2 separate regions of the Mus musculus genome follow, and region 2 is linked to region 1. The links are chromatin contacts, called in public Hi-C maps. All regions are on one chromosome and are shown on one strand. Each heading gives the region's core, a stretch centred on a gene start, on an enhancer-like site or on the middle of the called end of the contact. The rest is flanking DNA. Distances are from core to core; before and after follow the strand shown. Region 1 holds the start of Bbs12 (Bardet-Biedl syndrome 12 (human)). Region 2 overlaps Spata5 (spermatogenesis associated 5).

Evidence for each region. Hi-C and Micro-C count contacts between places; a contact is called where the count stands out from the background.
Region 2: a contact with region 1 is called in a Hi-C map of CD8 T cells, with 2.0 times the contacts expected there. The contact joins the enhancer-like site here to the promoter of Bbs12 in region 1. A contact is called at or near these places in 2 of 39 promoter capture datasets (the 3T3-L1 cell line and neutrophils), 1 of 15 datasets of contacts at CTCF or cohesin (CD8 T cells), 3 of 484 Hi-C or Micro-C datasets (CD4 T cells and CD8 T cells), 2 of 115 datasets of contacts at active chromatin or transcription factors (CD8 T cells and effector CD8 T cells) and 1 of 9 other capture datasets (liver).

Annotation. Positions count from the first base shown.
Region 1 is chr3:37,308,520-37,315,815 of GRCm38.p6, forward strand. It overlaps Bbs12 (Bardet-Biedl syndrome 12 (human)), which reads left to right and starts at 4,035. Exons shown (of 2, transcript NM_001008502.2): 1 at 4,035-4,066. It overlaps Cetn4 (centrin 4), which reads right to left and starts at 3,927. Exons shown (of 5, transcript NM_145825.2): 1 at 3,838-3,927; 2 at 1,774-1,920; 3 at 1,418-1,546; 4 at 826-963; 5 at 108-662. The coding sequence starts at 3,840. The coding sequence ends at 573.
Region 2 is chr3:37,473,393-37,480,688 of GRCm38.p6, forward strand. The region is part of intron 14 of Spata5 (spermatogenesis associated 5); the gene reads left to right. Among named protein-coding and RNA genes, the nearest start is that of Spata5, 57 kb to the left of the region's middle. Within about 2 kb of position 3,204, at least 32 of the 459 cell types and tissues checked have an H3K27ac peak or open chromatin away from gene starts, as enhancers often do. A contact at or near this core is called in CD8 T cells, where this site is marked.

The DNA.
Region 1 (7,296 bases), core at 2,785-5,284:
GAAAGGAGGACCCTTAATGGCCTTACCTCTTAAAGAACTTACTACTGTGTTGCCTGACCCAGGGAGTGAAAGCCCAGCAGTAACTACCAGAAGATACTTAAAAACACTGTATGTCAGCTAGTTTTATTAATACTTTACATATTGAAGGAACAGATTTTTAAAAAGAACATGTTTATCAGGTGTTTTTTAAGTCATATAAAAGGAAATAATGGAAAAATACCATTTTCAGATTGTTTTTAAAAACAATTTCATCTGGATCTGGGGGCCAAGTTTATTCAACTGAAAAATAAAAGTCAAATGTCTTTGGAATCTATGACTTTAAAATACCATATGGAAATACTGTTTTGGGGCTCACAGTTCAAATAAATCATGCTTTTGTTTGTCTGTTTGTTTCTTACTACTACAGATTTAATGACATTGGTAGGGACATATAACTTCTGGCACAGATTAGACACCAAGGGACTAACCTAAACTAAACGTGGAAATGGATACACTCAGGTATTACATCATTGAACTGCTTAACAGGAAAGCTGTTAACAGGAGGTCCAAACCTCTTGGAAGGCACCAAGCAGCTAATAAAGGCTGGTCTTCTTCATCATCTTCAAGAATTCTTCCTCATTAATCTCTCCATCCCCGTCACGATCAGCTTCATCAAGCATTTCCTGTAAAAAAAAAAAAAGGTAACATGAAAGACGAAAATTATTAAAGATGTAAAGTGATAGAAACTCAACAGGAATTTTTGCTTTTAATGTGTAAGAACAACTATGTTATACAACCCATATAAAACTATACACACAGTATAACTATAAAATAAACAAGATTGACCTGTAATTCATCTTCGGTTAAGTTTTCCCCTAGCTCCTTGGCAACCCTCTTGATGTTATTTAGTGATATGCTTCCCGTAGCATCGTCATCAAATAATTTAAATGCCTTCAGTATTTCTTCTTTTTCATCTTTTTCACTCTTTAGAAAATGAAATGTCATTGGTTATTTGTTCTATCAAGCTGGACTTCGTAGGTCTACTAATTCTACAGCTGTATGCGCATATTTCTATCAGGAGGCTGAGTTCTTTAAACAATTATTTCAACATACTCACACCTGCCCTCAGGGTCTATCAGACAGCAAGCTCCAAGAGCTGGGAGTATTCTCAGGTACAGTGGCAAAGTAGGTGCTCTGTGATTGCCAGGTCCAGGGTTTCAGGGCTTGGGCTTCCTTCTGTCTTGTATCAGTACTTCCTGATTAAACTCTTCTTTATAGTCTTTACCATTCTGAAAATATCTGTCCTTGCTGTTGTATCCCCACTACAAACCCTTAATACCTAGTTCCAGAACTTTCCATGAGTTTCCATGAAATCTCTATGCTCCAGCCCTACCATGCACAAGGCCCTACTGGGGTTTCTTTGAAAAATAGACTATACCATTTTTACGCTCATGATGGCAAAAAAATCTTCAAAACAAATGGTGCCAGTCCCTTCCTTGTCGATTTCAGCGATCAGTTGTTTTACTTCTTCTTTCTTTGGCTCAAAGCCTAAGGCCCTCATTGCAATCTGCAATAGGAGGGGGGGGGACATATTTTAATAATGCCATGATCGCATTTTGAACTTTAAAATGACTAATTAATAGCATATAAAACTATACACACATTATAATAGTAAAATAAACAAGATTTACAGATAGAGGACGTAACTTTGATAATTCTGGGTTTTGACTTATTCATCAACCAAGGACACAACTAAAATGTTACAAGATATTGTCTTAGAAATAATTTCAGAACCTTCAGTTCTTTCAGATCTATGGTTCCAGATCCATCAATATCGAATAAGTCAAAGGCCTCTTTAATTTCTTGCTTCTGGGTGTCATTCAGTTCAACTTTTGCTGCTTTTTTCTTCCATTGGTCTAAAGTTATGCGCTGGCTGGATGCCTGCAATAAGCATACACATGGGTGAAAACTGTGTAGCTAGAATGACAATTCAGTTATCCCATTTTCTTTTATAGAATGAGCTTGTTTTCCCCCTTGTTAATACTTTAGGTTATTAACATCTTTTCCCCCATCTTTTGAAACAGGGCCTCCCTAGGGCACCCAGACTGCCCTGGAACTCTCAGTCCTGCCCGAGATTCCTAACCACAATTATTAATTTGATAGAAAATGTGGGCATTTTTTTTCTCTTAGATTTTCCCCCTCTTAAAACTAGAGCTTTTGAAGGGAGAAGCAGCTAAGTAAACTAGCATAAAACTGTGTGGTATATCAGAGTGCAGTTAGCTTATGAGAACAGTATTATTTTAAGAAATGTGCACTTCTCATACATGTATCACAGTACTTGCTTGATGTAGTGAGAATTTTATTTTCTTTGAAAAACACAGAAATGTTGTGGGAATACGTTTTCATTCTAATCCCAGGTGTGGGATATGGGGCTGCTTCAGACTGTCCACAGCAGCTGACTATGATTTGCCTCGTGCTCTAGCAGGGGTGTGATTTTGTCAGCTGCAGATAGTTTCTTCGAATGTGTGACTTTTGGAATTCTGGCAACTTTTCAGAAGGTATACACATGCTGAGGCCTCAAGAGGTGGGGTTGTTGTTGGTGGTGGTTGGTTGGTTGGGTTTGTTAAGTAGTCCTGTGCAAAGAAGTTAGATATCCTGGCAGCAAAGATCAAACTTGTCCCAAAGAACTCTACACCCCTAATCAGTAGGAAGTAGTTTAATGATAACGCCATTCCTTTCCCCTCTACTCTTTTTCTCTCTCTCCTATCTAGCATTAGAGGGTTTAAAGAGTAGGAAAGAGTGGAAGAGAAAAGAACCCACAAAGCAGCAAACAGCACAGGGGCATGCATACTAGAACACAATCATCCTGCACCACAAAAACACAAAAGTAAAAAACCCTGGTTATGGTGAACGTCTGCTCCACAGATACGCATGAGAATGTTTGACCAATTATGCGGATACACCCAACATGTGGAAGATGAAGGATCTGTCTGCTGTTTGCTTCTTTATGTCACCAAAGTAGGTCACAGAATCACTGTAGATTCTCCTCTCTGCAAGTGGAGTGGGGAAGCCCTGGAGGTGGCTGAGGATCTAAGTGGCCTATTGGCTGTGGTCACTTCGGATTCTTGGTTCTAGAGCTGCAGATTCTGATGAGTGGTCTTCTAGAGCCTAGGGCAGCCACCTGAGTCACCATTTTTTTTTTCAGCAAGAAGTCAGTGACCCTTTAAGTGGCCTGAGTTGATGAGCCTGAGTGGTCTTCTAGAGCCTAGGGCAGTCACCCGAGTCACCATTTTTTTCAGCAATAAGTCAGTGACCCTTTAGCTTTGAGTGGCCTGAGTGGTCTTCTAGAGCCTAGGGAAGTCACCTGAGTCATCATTTTTTTTTTTTTTTTTCAGCAAGAAGTCAGTGACCCTTTAGCTTTGAGTGGCCTGAGTTGATGAGCCCCTGGCCATCAGGATTGAGTCAGTGGGCCCCTTCCTCTCCGTGAAAGAATTGCTGGTCCCCTGATCATCAGTGGTTAGCTAGGTACCCCACTTCCAGTCAGCAGATGAGTTGGTGGCTCCCTGACCCTCAGTGGTTCCTGTTCCTTCAGCGGCTGAGTTGATGGCCCGCAGGATGTTGGTGGCCCGAGGTTGATGGCCTCTGCTATGCTCGCTTCCCTGTCTTGAAGTCTGTCTGCAGTGGTCTCCGTGCCCCAGGGTCGTATCTCTTTATCGCTGGGCCAACCCTCATAGACTGCAGGCGTTGGTGGATAAATGGAAAGGGAGACCCATCTCTGTTCTCCCTGGCTTAGCTACTAAAGATCCTGACACGGAAGGCAGTAAGCTGGGAAGAACACCAGGGTCCCACAGCACTCACCATATCCCCTCCCTGCGCCCCTGCCCGCGCCCGCGCAACAGCCGCTCTCCCCTCCGCGGCCCGCGTTTGCTCCCGACAGGCGGTTGCTATAGCAGCGCTCAGCGCGCAAGCCCGCCCACCAGCTTCCGTGATTGACGACCATTGCGCCCAATGGAAAGACAAGAGAGCTCTGACCGCGCTCAAGCAGGCGGGACTGGCTGGGTTCCGGCGCTGTGCAGATCCGCGCGTGGTGAGGAGGGTCGTGGACCCTAGGGGCAGGAAGCCAGGGAGGGTGGGGGCGAGTGCTCCGTCACGCGTGTCCCCAGACTCTTTACACACCGGGCCAACAGCCCTGCGGCCTTCCGGCCCAGAGCCGCCCGAGGGCGCGCGGCGGCATGGAGCCCGAGAGGTGGGTGGGTGGGGGCGTCCTTGCGGGGCGGGACGCCAGCCTGGGACCGAGGACGGCGTGGGCCTTCTCCTGGGCTGAAAACAGTGCAAAGCAATCTTTTCCTAGTGTGCTGAGTAAAACGTGGCGCATTCCCAAAGCCGCTGCCTCACGTCGCAGACACTCAGGTTGTAATCCTTAAATCTCCTTAGGTTCCTGGGGTAAGTTTGTCCTTATGGTAGAAGCCAGTTTTCCTGCCTTAAGTTTTCCCAATGGGAACTCAAAGGATGTAAAGTCATAATATTTTGTGAGTGAAGTAAAGTATTAAATCATTTACCTATAATCTATTGGTTTTTTTTCAAGGCACGTATCGCATCCGAAAAGTTACACTTGGACAGTTTTCAGAGTCATAATTAATACTAATTTTAAATAGATTTCTGAAACCCAGAAACGAATATTAGTCAGACAGATAGGCAGGCATTCCCGCGCTCATACACACAAACACACACACCGGGGTGGGGGGGGGGAGGAGAGGGGGGTGGAAGCTGCCTTTTAGACATTCCTGAATATCATTTGATCTGATGACTATCAAAAGGCTGCTAAACCTAAATAAATCTTACATCACCATGATTTAGGAATTTGGATGTTCTAGTGTTAGAGGTTATGGTTTATGATAGGTTAAAGATAGCTTAGGCAGTAGGTTCCTTGAAGAAGAACATTCCAGAAAGAGGGACACTTAGAAATACTGAGACAGGGAGCATGCTTTGCATAGTCTAAAAGCACAGAGAAGGCCTGAGCACAGCAGATGAGTCAGAAAGGAAGAAGTGTGGGTTTTCGTGCTGTGTGGGGACAAGGCCTTTATGTGAGTGAGTTAGGGAGACTTTGTAAGATTCTCAGTACAGAAGTGAAAGGATGTGACTCACTTTTATAGGAACTCCCTGTGCTAAACAGGAGTAAAGACTATTTTCTGAGAGGCTGCTAAGCAGTGGAGTGTTGTGGTTAGATTATAGTGTTAGGAGTAGACTGGAGAGGACACCAGACTTAGTTCTGAGGAGATGAAAATCCTAGTTATACCTATCAAAAAAACGCAGAGCTTTTAAACGTAACCCCTGAAAAGCAAATGAGATGTGATCTTATGAAAAGACAATTTCTGAAGTCAGTATGCCATTTACATAATCTGACTTTGCTCTCCCGTGGCAGATAGAAAGCTAAGGAAACAGTCTGACGAGCAACAGAACTGACCTGTTTGTGGAAGGCATTAGTGCCAGTCACAGCAGAACAAAAATCAGGTTGTGTTAGTGCCGTGCCAAGAACAGTTACCAGAGGTGCCTGGTCACTTTGGAAATTGCCCATCTTCCCATCCCTGTTACTGCCATTGCTGTTTCACATCCAACCTCTTAGAAAATAAGACATTTTGAGTTGTATTACTAATAGCCTATTGGAGTCTCTTCAGAATCATTTAGAAATCTTCCCAAGTTAGGGATGCTAAGATACTTCTTCAGTTTCTAGTCAAAATTGAAATAGAGTCTTCAAATGTTAAAAGATCTCTTGTGAGTATTAATTTTGATATCTGTTGTATAAGACTTTTCTTGCAGATTGTTGAAATCCATCCTTTTATCTGGGAAAACCTTTTTTAACATAATTCAATACAGACTGAGTTTGAAATACCTATGGGTTTTTCCAGTTGTTTTGGATTATTTCTCACTCACAGACTTGATTCTTACCATTTAAACATACTCTAGAAAGGAGACCAGAACTCTTAATGCCACCCCCCTACCCACCCACAACAAATGATAAACATCTTTAAGGACTTAGGAGGCAAAGGGTTTGAAAGAGTAAAATGAAGATTTCTAAGGAAGAGATGATAAGTTACTGTCACACTGAAAGTGAAACAAAACATAGTTGATACAGTAGATAGCATAAACTTGGCAGTAGTTATATGGAGTTTTACCCTTTTATTTAATAGGAGATTTTGTGTCTGTTATTCAGTAATCATGCTTTAGTTTCCACAAATAGGTTAATTATTTTAATGCCAACCTTACATTTTTATTGTGATTTCATTTGTAATATGTGTCAAGTCTGTTGTATAAGGTAAACTCGAAAGTTTTAGCAGTGAAAAACAGCCAGACTCTTCTTCATGTCCTTTTTCCTTATTAATTAATTAATTAATGTATTCACTTTACATCCCAATATCAGCCCCCATCTCCTCCCAATATCCCCTCACACAGATCCTCCCCATGCTCTGGTCCCCTTCTCTGAGGAGGGGGAGTCCCCTCCACTTGGTATCTTCGCCCTGCTCATCCAGTCACTGCTCCAGTGGTTGGGGGGCTGCATGCAGCCAGACTTTTAAACATGTCCTTTCAACATTTTGTTTTTATTAACTAGGTACTCATGAAGGGAGAGAGAGACTGCTGGCTCCAAAGAAATCAGCGTATAGCAAATTACAAATACAAATGTAAAGAAAGGAACATTTAAAACACAGATTTCTCGGCTTCAAACTTACCAGAAAGTTACGGTTTTTATAACTGCATGGTATTGGCACAAAATGCTTACTTCTTCCAATACAGTTGAATTCACAGCCCAGAGATAAACCCATGTATGTATAGCAAGTTGATTTTTGATAAAGGTACTAAGAACATGCAAGAAAAGGAATAGTTGATTCAACAGGTGGTATCAAACAGCTGGACACCCACATGTGAAAGGACCTCTGCCTTACACCATATGTGAAAATAAGTCCCAAGTCAATCATTAAATAATCTATAGAATTCTGAAGAAAATCCTAGGTTAAATCTGTATGATCCTGGATTTGGGAGTGGATTCTAAATGCACCACCAAGAGCATGAACAGTATTAACAAATAAATGTTAAGTTTTACCAAAAATTTACCATAGAACTAAACATTTTTATGAGTCAAAATGCATTATAAAAACAGAAAAGACTTTGTATAGAATTATAAATTGTACTTGCAAATCAAATAGGATAGGCTCTTTAGTGTCCATAGTGGAATGGTTTTAAGACTCCACTATAGAAACTAAAGTCCACACACGAATAAGTGCTTTATATAAAATGATGGAGTATTCAAATTTAGCCTATATA
Region 2 (7,296 bases), core at 1,954-4,453, 160 kb after region 1:
CTTTAAACTTCTTAAGAATATCATTTTGAAATGATAGCTCTGTGTTGTGTTTCCTTCTGTTTGCTAATTTTCCATGCACTTAGTTCAGAAATGCATTTAATATGGGGAAAAAACATTGTGCTTGAAAACACATCTTTCTAGTATTTTTCTGTTAATTGTTGGTAGAAATGTCAGCGTAAACACTGAAATTGTATTGGTAGTAATCACTCCTTCTTGTTCTCTTAGTGTAAAAATTTTTGATAAATCTCTGCAGACTTAAAGGATACAGCATCTACCAGCTCCCCTTGAGAACTTGCACTGAAGAAATAATGTGGGAAAATGGTTTTTAACACAGAGATTATACTTTTTTACAAGTTAGATGTGATGGGGCTTAATTTTGTTATGAAAATTAGTTGTGTAAGCTTAACCTTAAATGTCTAATTGATGGCTGTTTATGTGTTTAATTATGATAGCTAATAATTCACTTTAGAATTATATTGAAGTTTCTGTTTAATGACTGAAAAATGGTTATGGCTAGACTTTTTAAGCAGTTACCGAAAAGAAAAAAATCCAAACATCATAAACTTGAAGAATTATGTCCAGTTTCCTGTGTTCATGGTTTCTTTTCTTCTTCTTCTTTATGAACTCTCATTGTTAAAAACCTCATTATTTAGTAATGATTCTCTACTTCAACCCTTCCTCTAAAACCCAGCAAAATGTACCAGGCTTGGTAATGCATCAAAGTGCTGAGGCAGGAAGGGTCCTGTCTTGGAAGTAGAAAAACAGAAGTACAATAGAACAGAGTGTGAGCTGTAATAATGTCCAAATACAAGATTTTTAAATGCTTGGTAATAATTTTAGAAAATTATTATATAATTACTATGATTACATAATTTTATTGATGTATATCAGACCTTATACACTTTTATTTGCATTAAATACGTTGAATATTATTCTTCATATTTATTATGCCTATTCTTTTAAACCTATGAAAAAGAATCGTGAATGTTCGGCAGTGGTGGCGCACACCTTTAATCCCAGCTCTTGGGAGGCAGAGGCAGGTGGATTTCTGAGTTTGAGGCCATTCTGGTCTAAGGAGTGAGTTCCCGGACAATAGCCAGGGCTACACAGAGAAACATTGTCTCTAACAAACAAACAAACAAACAAACACCCCCTCTCCCAGGATTTCAGGATTCAAAAGAATCCTGAATGTTGAATGTTGGGTTTACAGAAATTTATTAGGTCTTTGAAAGATAAGAGAATATAGGGCTGCTTACATACATGGTGATGTGATGTATCAGTTTCTTGTTGCTGGGCTAAGTTCTTATCCTTTCCCTTTGTGACCATTACCCATGACTTTGACTGGAAGATCTCTTATTTACCTATAAGTAAAGGCTGTAACGCAAGTACATAGAAATGCATTTTCTCTTTTGAGTGCTAAAGTATGGCATATTCAACTCCAGTTTTTTAAGTGATGCATTTATAATATGTTAGATATCTTTTTAGTTATCCTGTCTTAACTTTATGAGTTAGATACCATTATAATACCTGATCCTACAAAGAGCAACATATACATTTAAGAAATCTGACCAAGGTCACAGAGCTGGGAACTAAATTTTTGAGTTGACAACTGTAGAGTTAGTGATGCAGTCCCATAATTATAATGTACACTGATTTAATTATTCAAAAAGAGTTACTTTATGCCACCACCCTTTTTCTTCCTATTTGTGTTAAATAGTAGTCCCGTCTATTCCATTAGTTCCTTCTGTAATGTCACAGAGTTGCATATGTACAGTATGTAGTCTCTTGAGAATGATTTCTTTCATTTCATGAAGTTAGGTTGTTGCTGTGCATCTAAGTTCAGTTTTTATAAAGTACAACTCTGGTCAGTTTATATGTACACTTATTCACAGGCATTTAAACTATCAGTTTTGCAATGAAGGATAATATTGTAAATGTTTATGGCAGGATTTTGTGTAAACATGCAGGGTTTTTTTTTTGGGGGGGTGGAGATTTCTTTTTCTTTCTTTCTTTCTTTTTCTTTCTTTCTTTCTTTCTTTCTTTCTTTCTTTCTTTCTTTTTTTTTTTTTGTCTCTCCTTTGTGTCTTTTTTCTGTTCTGTCAGTTTTACTAGACCATCCTCTTAAGTTTCTTCTGTCATGTCACTGCTGTGGCTTTACTGATTTTTCTCTATTGCTTTGTTATATTTAATTTTATTTCTTTCTTATAACTTCCTTTTTTATATTTTGTTTTCTCATTTTTGTGGCTGGTACTTTAATTATTAACTTGAAGCTTTACAAATGATAAAGATTTCTCTCCGGAAACTATTGCCCTATGTTTCACAAAACCTTAGATGTGTTCTATTTTTAGTCAGCTCAAGTGTTTGATAAAGTATTTAGAAATATGTTGCCTAATTTTTAAATATTTGGAATTCTCCATATACTCTTTGGAGATCAGGTTTTTATGATCAGAGAGTAATTATTTTTTTAAAAAATTTAAAATTAGTTTGACTTTTTAAAACTAGTTTGTTTTCCTTTTTTGATCTAAGATGTGATCTCTCATTGAATGTTTCCTATGTCCTTTGAAAGAGTCTCTGTTTGGTGTGGTACCCTACCAAAGTCCTGTGGTGTTGGTTTTTTGGTTTTTGGTTTTTGTTTGTTTGTTTGTTTTTTGGGTCCACTACTTTCTGAGAGAAAACTGTAAAGTATGATTCTGGATTTATCTCTTTCCTTTTTTATTCTCATTAGTGTTGATTCATACTTGCTTCTTAGTTCCTACACATCCATAACATACTACATCCCCTCTGGACTCTGTATTCTAATTCTCTAGTTATTAACATAGTCACCCATGTTTTCTTTCTTGTTTTTGTGTATCACTTCTCAATATTTTGTATAGTTGTGTGTTGTTTTATGTTCTTCTTTACTACATCTCTTATTTTATTTCAGTTGACTTTTATATGCATGACATTTAATGACATCTTGTATCTTTTACAATCTAGTAATTGCGGTTTTATTTTCTTTTGGATGACTGGAATAACTTTATCTCCCCATTTTAATTTTTCAATTATTCTTTTTGTCGTGTGTGTGTTTTATCAATTATGTTCATGGTTGAGTTTTCAGGATCTACTTTGAATTAGGAATCTTCTCATTTGAAATAAAGCATAGAGACCTTAAAATCAACTAGGTCAAGAAAAGAGGAAGATAGCTAGGTGTGTTCTGTGTTCTTCAGTCTCCCTGCTCTGGTTTCATTAAGAACTGACATTTGTGTGGTTTCAGTTTCAGCCTATAGTATAGAACTACGTGGTAAATAACTTTAGATCCCTGTCTTCCTTCTGAAGATTTGTTTTTATTTCAGTGGGAGATTACTGTTATAGATAGGAAACTCAGGGACAAAGGTTTTGTTGCTCAGCTCATGCATCAAAAATGTGTAAGATCTAGGTTTTGTACTCTGTCTTCAGGATGTAACACATTTGAGGAAATCTTTTTGTCAACTGCCCTTACTTTCTGCTTTTCAGATTGACTCTGATGTTAGCTTCTATTGTTGGAAATGTTAATACTACATGATCTTGTAGATTTTGCTGTTAGAAATCTGGTTTCCTTTCTCTTCACGTGGAGCTCCACAACAGAAAAGAATGTTAATGATCCTTTAAATGATTGCTATATGATTATGATCTAGTCTGTTTTGTCATAACTTATTTAGAGGATGATTCGGGTTGAGGGACCATACCTTTCCTATATTGCAGTGTTACCATACACTTTATGAATAGCCAGTCTTCATTTTTGTGACCATTTATTGACATGGTCCTAAAGAACAAGAAATGTTCACTTTTTATTTAGACCCCTTCTTAGTGTAAACCCCCTATCATGTAAACAGCCAACCTAATTATGAACAATATAGCTTTCTACAGCACAGCGTAACCTAGTTTGCCTTTTCTTATATAGATTGCCTGTACTAGAAATGGGTTTTCAGTCATTTGAAGCCAGATTCTGATTTTAATTTGGTCTTTTTGTGAGAAGAGGACTTCTGTCTATAAAACGAGAATAGCTCCTTGGCAAGTGTTTGAGAATGCAAGGGAAAAGTTCATGTAAATCAAAGTGCATCCTTTTATGGATTCTCTCTCTATGAGGGGAAAAGGGAATGAAAATATAATGGATAAATACCATTATATTTATTAAAATTTTAAATTGTACTTTTAATTATCTTAAGTTTCGCTTTCACTTTCAGTTGTACTATTGAATATGTGTTAGTGTGCATAATACATCAGCTATTTCACAGCAATCATTGCATTAAATTATCATAAATAGTCCTTTGAGACCCGTTAGCACCTTTTTCTTTCACGGTGTGATAGTTATTGCCGAGCTGCTCAGACTGCCTGGCATCTGGAATTTCGTGTGGTTGGTGTTTACATGGTCTCTCTTCATATCGGGAGTCCAGTTTCATTTGAATTTTTTTATTTGGGGAAGTGCGTCTTCAGTGGATTGCTTCTTCTGATCACCTTAACTTTATGAGGAACTTTTTAATCAGTCTGTGTTGATACAAGTCTGCTTTGGTTGACTAGTCTGGAAAGTATTTAGCTAGAAACAAGGAAGACTGAAAATTGAAGAAGCCCCATTCATTGTCCACTTCACCCCACCTTGCTAGCACCATACTGATTTAGCAACAAAATGGTTGTTTTCCTCTCCCATTCCTGCCTTTTCCTTTGTCATATATGATTTGTTTTATATCCATATATTTACTACACAATCTATAATTGAAATTCCATCTCTAGCTTCTGTCTATTCAAGTTGTTTGCCAGTATCTATATTATAGCACTGTAGAGCTGTGTGGATATGGCAAGTTCAAAATAAACACAATTGGGACCTAAAGGTTTTCTTCTTTTTAGAACTGGTTCCCATTTTTGAAATATTAGTATCATTATAAGTCCTTAGTGAAGCTTGTATCCTCTATTGGTACTAGTACCTCACTCAGTTGGTGCTGTGCTTAGAGTAACAACAAGAATTTAAAGAAGGCATGGTTGTTGTGTGGGAAATGAGGAAGTGTTAACAAGTGTGAGTTTTGTGAGAATAATGGAAGCATGTACAGGAGAATCTAGTGCCTTGAATATTGCAGAGGATGATGCAAGCCCAAAAAGATTGAACCATTTCAAAAGTAGAGAAGAAAATAAGATACTGAGTCTAAAGTTTGGCTCTAGCCAGATCTATGGGTAAGTTTCTCCTTTTTGATCTTTAATTTGAGAGCACATTTAAAAGCTAAATGGTTTTTCTCCCTTCAGGTAGTTCAGAAAGTTGAATCTCACCAAAAATTGTATACTACTGTTTTATAGGGCTATATTTTCTTTTTCTAACTTTCATTCAAGCTTTTATAAATGACAAACAAATCAATGCATTTATAGTTTGGAAAGAGGATATCTTCATAATTGTTTAGCTCACTATTTGTTTACTTTTTTACATTTTCTTTCAAATGGATAGGTTTGTCTTGGCCAGCAAAGCTTAAGTAAATAGTATGATTGAGTTTGTTTACCTATTAACACTGTGTAGCACTGTGGTAGTGACTGCCTTCCCTGGCATTGTTCTGAGCCTAGGTTACAGTTAAGTACTATATTCTGCCCTGCATGCCTGCAAGAAAGCCAGTATGTGAAGTTATGCCCACATTACCAATAGAGGAAATGAGAGTATTAGGTTCAGGGTCCAGAAAGAAGTAACATCTTCGAAATGTTAATGGGCAATAACTTTGAGCCTGAAAGTTTATCTAACTACCCTGTAAGTTAAATAGAAGCGAACAATGAGGGGTGGGGGAGAGGGAGAGAGAGCACACATGCAAGCGTTCGAGCTAACTAGCTCTCTGAGCAGGTATCCTAGCAAGAAGAGGGATATGTTCAGGGGATCCATATGAATAGTAATAGGAAGTAAACATTTAGTAGTGTGTACATTGTCTTAACTAAACAGTAGGTTTTGGCAACTAAATGCCTCATCGTTCTAAAGCAGCAGTTCTTAGTCTATAGGCCTTTACTCCTTTGGGGTTGCATATAAAAAATTTATATTATGCTTCATAACAGCAAAACTACAATTATGAAGTAACATTAAAATAATTTCATGGTAGGAGTCACCACAACATGAAGAACTGTATTAAAGGGTTACAACATTAGGAAGGTTGAGAACCACTGATGGAGTATAAAAACTAGGGAGTTGTTGAGTTGTGATTTTAACTTCAGTGGAACAAAAGAGTAAAAGGTTGGTTAGAGACTAGAAATAATGAAACTTAGGACTGTGTCAGGGGAAATACATAGTGTACTTTAGATACTGATAGCAAAAATATGTAGTTACAGAATTCAAAGTACGCTGATTCTTTCATAGCAGATATCAGGCAAATCAAAAGGGCCCTAATAAAGTGGGAAAAGAAAAGAATAAAGAACATTGGTTATTTGGTCCCATGTAATCTGTCCGTGGTGGAGATTTACTATATCACTTTAACTGCTATCCAAATGTTTGTTTTCATCAAGTAGAGAAACATACATGGCTGGAGATGTACCTCAGTTGGGAGAATGCTTGCCTGGTATGCATGAGTATCTGAATTTGGTCTCCAGTGCCTCTTAAACCACATTGTGGTACATGCTTCTAATTCCAGTACTAAGGGGATTTTTAAAATCATCCTTCCCTCCAAGGTATATCAGAGGGCAGCCAAGGCTACATGAAACCATATCTCTTTTTAAAGGGGAAACAATAATGAGTGTGTGTGTGTGTGTATCTATGTATATGTTAAAGGGTTGGTTTCTTCATCATGAGACTCCAAGTTAAATACCACAAAATTAGCCGGGTGTGGTGGCACATGCCTTTAGTCCTAGCACTCGGAGGTGGATTTCTGAGTTCGAGGCCAAGCCTGGTCTACAAAGTGAGTTCCAGGACAGCCAGGGCTACACAGAGAAACCCTGTCTCAAAAAGAAAACCACCAAAAAAAAAAAAAAAAAAAAAAAAAACCCACAAAATTAGAAGTGGATGACATTTGTTCAGGCATAACTGGGGAGCAGCTACCACAGTCTGGACTGTTGTACACCATTGTTCCTATAAGGATTATCTGTTAACTCATCCTTTTTACTATTTTAGCTCCAATATTTCTTCTGTTCTGAGCCATTTTTCCTTCATTTCATCTGGTAATTCCAAAATCTATAGTGGAAGAAATTTGTTTTACTGTTAATGATGTTTGTGTTACGGTTTCACTGCCTTGTTATCTTCACTTTGACAGTTTAATTTGTTTAAGCGAGGATACTTTCTGTGTGAGCTATGTATGATATATACAAGAAGGGTAGCTGAAGAGAAATCCA